Regions from separate parts of the Anas platyrhynchos genome. Here region 2 is linked to region 1. The links are chromatin contacts, called in public Hi-C maps. All regions are on one chromosome and are shown on one strand. Each heading gives the region's core, a stretch centred on a gene start, on an enhancer-like site or on the middle of the called end of the contact. The rest is flanking DNA. Distances are from core to core; before and after follow the strand shown. Region 1 overlaps LOC101794869 (probable E3 ubiquitin-protein ligase HERC3). Region 2 holds the start of LOC101796809 (probable E3 ubiquitin-protein ligase HERC3).

Region 1 (2,749 bases), core at 90-2,589:
CTTGGAGCTAGATTCTTTTAGGACACGTAAATCTGAATAATCCTTCAATAAAACAGCGCTTTCCTCAGCATGCCTCCATCTCTGTGCTTGACACCAAGCATTTCCAAACAGATTCACATTAGTGGGCACAAAATCAGGAAACAAAACCAGTCCGAAAATAAAAAGTGGCTCCTTTCAGTGCTTTCCCAGGTTGCCCTTGGGACACAATATTCCCTCAACATGATGCCCCAAGGGAGCAACAGCTGCCAGCTGTAGCAACAAACTCAGAGCCACCTGCCCTTAATACCATGTATTTCTCCTCCTCTCCCCTTTTATTGCCAAATAAAGTGACATCTTCCCCCCAGTGACATTGATTTGTCAATTTCAGATAACAGCCTGTACCACTGCAGAATACTTACAGAGAAATTTCTTCTTCTTTTCCAAGGAAAATGCATGAAACGTTTCCCAAAACATCCTCACAGTTGGGTGTGTCGCAGTGTAGTCTCCCTTGTAGACAGCACTCTATTAGAAAAACAAAAAGTCACAATTTCATCTAGCACTAAAAGCAAGGACTAAGTAGAAACACGACCTGATCTCTGCTAGTGTCTCAGACTGATGTCTGACAGCTAAGAAATGGAGTGTGGGATGTGCCATAGGCAACAGCATGGCTCAAAGACACAGAAAAGTGTTCGTGCTGCAGGTGCAAGGCCAGTATTTAGGCCTCCAGGTATGCAGCTAAGTAGAGGTGTAATGAGGACCCTGGTGTACCTGCTCACGGGCTGGACTCAGGGACAAGATCACGTGTTGTGCGCTGTGAGGCCCTTTCTACTGCTAAGGCTGAGACAAAACAAGTATTTGCTGATCTGCACGTATTATGAGAGGACACAGCTCTTGCATTCTGTCCAGACTTCCCTTTGAACACCTGGCTGTGTACTTTTTGCCCTTGTTAGTTTTACTGTAAATGAAGATCCTGATTTTGTCTCTTTCTTTCAATCTTAGGCTTCATCCCTATGAAAAAAAGACAGAAGTCCTCCTCCCCTCTTCTTTTTCATCCCCAATTTCCTCCATGAGCTTTATCAGTAGCAGGATAGTGACGTAAGAGAGTTAACTATTCACGTGAATGATTGCAAGATGCACAAGAAACATATAAAAACATCCGTAGCTTACTACACCTCTTGACCCAAGCTACTGCCCACCTCATGCAGCTGCCCAATCCTAGTACTTGTAAAACAGAAGAAAAACATGACAAGAGGGAAGCTTTACCTCCTCCAGTTCCTCCCAGTTGTAGTTACTGTTCCCGACTATCATGGCCCTGAGCTCTGTGGGCTGGAAGAGTTCCAGGACCTTCCCACCACATACTTTCAGGAAGCCAGTGGAAAAAGCTGTGTACCACTCATGGATGGAGAGGTTGAAGATGTAATTTACATAGGCTTCAACAAATTCTTCCCTAGGGCATTGAGAGAGAGCAGGTAAAGAAAAGCACTATTATTCATACGCCTGAGCGGCAGCACTGCCAGTTTTGCTGTTTCTGCCTGTAATATTTCTTGTAAATATGAGTCTTCCACGGGTTCACCCCACTGCCCACCTCCCACCGAGATGACTCACTGCAACAGGGACAAAGTCACCAGGGGACACGTACCGCTGCGTGTGTGCTCAACCAGTGCAGCAGTGGCAGTGCTGGAGGTCCCCAGCAGCCCAGGCTCTTCTGTGCTACGATAAAGCCACCCAGAAGCCCTGCATCCAGTTGGCCATATGGCCAGGAGGGAGACGGGGTGACAGGATTCACCAGGAAGGTGTAAGGAAGAGTCCTCTTCCCTGGGGAACCTGCTGCTCTGCTGAGGTTGAGTTACACGAGTAGCAGGAGTGGGAACCAAACCACACAGCAAGCAATCAGAAAGCCATCACTTCCAGAACAGAGAGCCTCCCAGAGCCCTAGCTAGGCACACTGTGTTGTGTTTTTTTTGGACGCCTGACCATAATGCACCAAACAATGCGGCAAACTGGGACATGAAACCAGTCTCTGGGTGGAGCAGTTGTTTTTTTGCCTCTGACCTTTAAGAGGTGCTCACACCTGAACTCAGAAGCTAAGCAGACCAGGGAAGCAATGGAATCCAATAACTCAATCACTAGCAGAGGGCACCAAAATTGAAAAAAACATTATGACCTTTTGGCGGAGAAATTCTCAGTGCATATGCTATGAAAAACAGTGAAGGCTAGGTGAGAAATTTAAAAACAAAAATAAGGCAGCAGACTGACAAATACAAAAACCTGGAATAAGAAATCATACAGCACAGGGGCATTTTCCAGTGCGCTTGTTTTATGGTCATTTTGCTGATAATCACGTGAGCATTACAGAAATCCAAGCTGATTAAGCACTTAACTGTTGCTTAATACCTCCTTGGCTGTTACGGTCACGAACTCTTTACCAAAACTCCAAAGAAGAAAGGGAAAACGCAAGCATTTCCTACTTGGTATTTTTCAGTCAAAGCAATCCTGTGAATTTCTTCAGTTAACAGTGAACCTTCCCTCGAGTAGGAAGGACGATGCCCACAGACATGCACACAGCACGCTCCTGAGGCCAGCAGGGCAGCAATTTGGTCCCTGACCTCTAAACACAGCAGCGGAGGAAGTCATTAAGCACTGTAAGGTGGATGAATTGACAGCCACGTCTAGACTTGGATTTAGAGGTTAGCTTGAGTTCAAAACTCTGGTCAAGACAAAGCCATTGCATTCTGGAATGTGTTAAGCTGGCGCTGCCGGATTTGCTTCT
Region 2 (2,756 bases), core at 221-2,720, 59 kb after region 1:
AAGAGCAAATTCCATAAATGATATCCTGCTATTTCATTTGTAGATGCTGGTCACCCTCACAGATTAACCAGAAGGTGGTGAGGTTTAGGTGGGCCTGGGTCTTTCACACACAGCTTTCCTAAACCACGTGTAGTTCACCTGTCATTTGCAAACTGGTGTATCTATTTATCCTTACTGAGTTCTGAGAGGAACCTGTACTGTCAGTATCTCAAACAGCTCAGATCTTAGTGTTACCCTCGAGATCAGAGCATTTCTTGCTGGTTAAAAAAAAAAAAAAAAAAAAAAAAAAAAAAAAAAAAAAAGAGAGAAAGTTCTGAGTTTTAGAAATGCAAGTATTCTTGTTTCATTTTTGCAGTAAGAGCATGCCTAAGTTTCTTGACTGTTACCTTTAGGAAAAGGAGGCCATGTTCTATAACCATTGCAATGCATACTTTCACCCTGAGGAAGCTTCTTACCTTGGCTTAAAGCAGTCATCTGAAGATGCAGCCCAGTTTTTGGAAAGCTTCCCATCACAGGAGAAAAGGGGTGTATGTGTTTCATCGCAGTTTGGACATGTCGCCTTCTCCTTTCTCTGCAGCTGCACTTGTTCTACAGCACAGATAAAGACAGGCATGGCAGTCACACCAAGGAAGCAGGCACCTCAACCATCTCTGCTCCTCCCCCAGTATCTCCGTGTGCTACTGCTTTCACTGAGAGTTTCTGCTCCTTGGGAAGAAGAGCAACAAGCATAGGCAATAATTTCTCATGTCACTTGGGGCTTCAGTGTCCTATGCACTACTTTGTTGTCCTCCAGCCACTCCCCTGGCTGTCACTGGAAGACACCTCTCCATCTCTCAGATACAGGCTCTGAATACAATCCCTGACACGCCAGCAGAAGCACACGGATACTTTTGCACAGCCGTGGAGAGTATCCAAGGGAAAAAAAAAAAGGCACTTGCTGAGTTATCTGACTGCCCTAGATCCATCACACGCTTAGGCACAGGTTGCCTCGAAGCCAGATGTTTTGCAAGCAGCAAAATTCACACCTCGGCCATCCCACCGCCCACCCTTCTCACCTCCCCAGCTCAACCAACAGCATGCAGCCAGGCAGGGGCATCTCTCCCCATCACCCCCGTCTCCTCCCTGTCCCCTGGCTCCTGGCAGGGTCCCTGTCCCCCCACCCCCGGTACGCCGCCGGGTCCCCCCCCAGCACCTCCCGCTGCCGCCGGCTTCTGCTTTGCGCTGCGCTTCTGCTTCCCGGCCAGCTGCCGCCGCCGCTGCCGCTGCTTTGTCCTTCTCCCGGCCATACCGTGCCAGCAAGCAGCCCGCTACCGCTAGGCTGAGCCCCAGGCAGCTCCTTTATCCCTGCTCCCCGCCCCAGCCAGCCTCAGCTTTCGGGAAACGAAAGCGAAAGCGAAAACGAAAGCCGGGAGCCCCAGCAGCCAGGATGCTGCCGCCTGGAGGTGCTGAGCTGGGAAACGGGGATCTGCGCTCGAAAGGCTTTCCATTCTCACATGTCCTCTGCTGATGTCTGCTAAATCTCCCCCCCTGCCTCTAAAGGAGAGCACACGCAGGGCTACGTGACCGCCTTGTGCGATAAATGACGCCCGTGTTAGGGATCAGATGCATGGAAAGACATAAGAGCATCTTTATACCCAATACCTTTAACAGATGAACTAAATGCTTAAAAAAAATCATGCTGCTGAATGCTGAGCACAGCTGGGAGGATAGCAGGGTAAGGCGTGCTGTGAAAGTAGCACTAGGGACGTGATTTTACAGATTCTTACTGGCGTTGAGTGAAATGCTGCAGAAAAAAAAAAATACTGAGACAACAGAAGTGTTTAATGTGATACATTTAAATGAAGCAGAATGGAGTGAACAAAAAGGCACAGAAAGTCAATGTGGTGAAAAATAACAACAGGGTGGAGACGGAGAACACAGCCCTTTGACAGGGCTGGGGCAATGCTGTCCAGGGCAGGGCCCAGCCCAGGTCCTGCAGCACTCAGCATTAACCAGAGCAGTGCTGTGAGGCTTGGGACACCAAAGCACGAGCCGCAAAAGCACAGTCAAGTCCCTGTGCACCAACAGATGAGCTCATCTGTCCTCCAAAGAGAGCAAAGGAGCTCCAGACAAAGGCACAGGAATGTAGAGACTTGAGGGGAGGATATGAACAGAACAGTCACTAAAGCTCTTTCTTTCCTTTCAGAGCTACATCCATGAAGGTGAAAGTCACTCAGGGTACACACCGCAGTTCCCCATCGTACAAGTACCCCTGGGTCCTTGAGCAGAAGCAGTCCCACAGTTGGGTTTGCCTTTTGCCCACAGGGGAGCAAACAGCACTTGTCTTCCTAGCCTGTTGCCTGCAACACTACAGGGACCTCATCTCTTTCTGTGATACATAGGAAGGTCTTTTGACAATGAAATAGCAAGCTATGGCCTGTGAGGCCAAAGTATGGGCTGCAAATGGACACTAGAGGTCCCTCTGCACCAAAGCATGAGCTAACGAGTCCTCCCAAGGGAAGAAAGGTGCTCCAAGCAGAGGCACAGGAATCGCAGAATCATAAGGTTGGAAAAGATCTCTAAGACCATCAGTTCCAACCATTAACCTCGTACTGCCACGTCTACCACTAAACCATGCTTCTCAGTCCCTCTTTGGACATGCTCCAGCACCTCAATGTCTTTCTTGCAGTGAGGGGCCCAAAGCTGAACACAGGGTGAGGTGCAACCAAAAGCCAGAGCCAAGTACAGGGGGACAATCACTTCCCTGGGCCTGCTGG

What was found. Hi-C and Micro-C count contacts between places; a contact is called where the count stands out from the background.
Region 2: a contact with region 1 is called in a Hi-C map of skeletal muscle, with 5 times the contacts expected there. The contact joins the promoter of LOC101796809 here to the enhancer-like site in region 1. A contact is called at or near these places in 2 of 8 Hi-C or Micro-C datasets (liver and skeletal muscle).

Annotation. Positions count from the first base shown.
Region 1 is chr4:14,913,507-14,916,255 of IASCAAS_PekinDuck_T2T, forward strand. LOC101794869 (probable E3 ubiquitin-protein ligase HERC3) reads right to left here. Exons shown (of 25, transcript XM_027455804.3): 23 at 1,243-1,426; 24 at 399-501. Among named protein-coding and RNA genes, the nearest start is that of PYURF, 42 kb to the right of the region's middle. Within about 2 kb of position 1,340, at least 3 of the 8 cell types and tissues checked have an H3K27ac peak or open chromatin away from gene starts, as enhancers often do.
Region 2 is chr4:14,972,244-14,974,999 of IASCAAS_PekinDuck_T2T, forward strand. LOC101796809 (probable E3 ubiquitin-protein ligase HERC3) reads right to left here and starts at 1,471. Exons shown (of 23, transcript XM_038178627.2): 1 at 1,193-1,471; 2 at 456-588. The coding sequence starts at 1,286.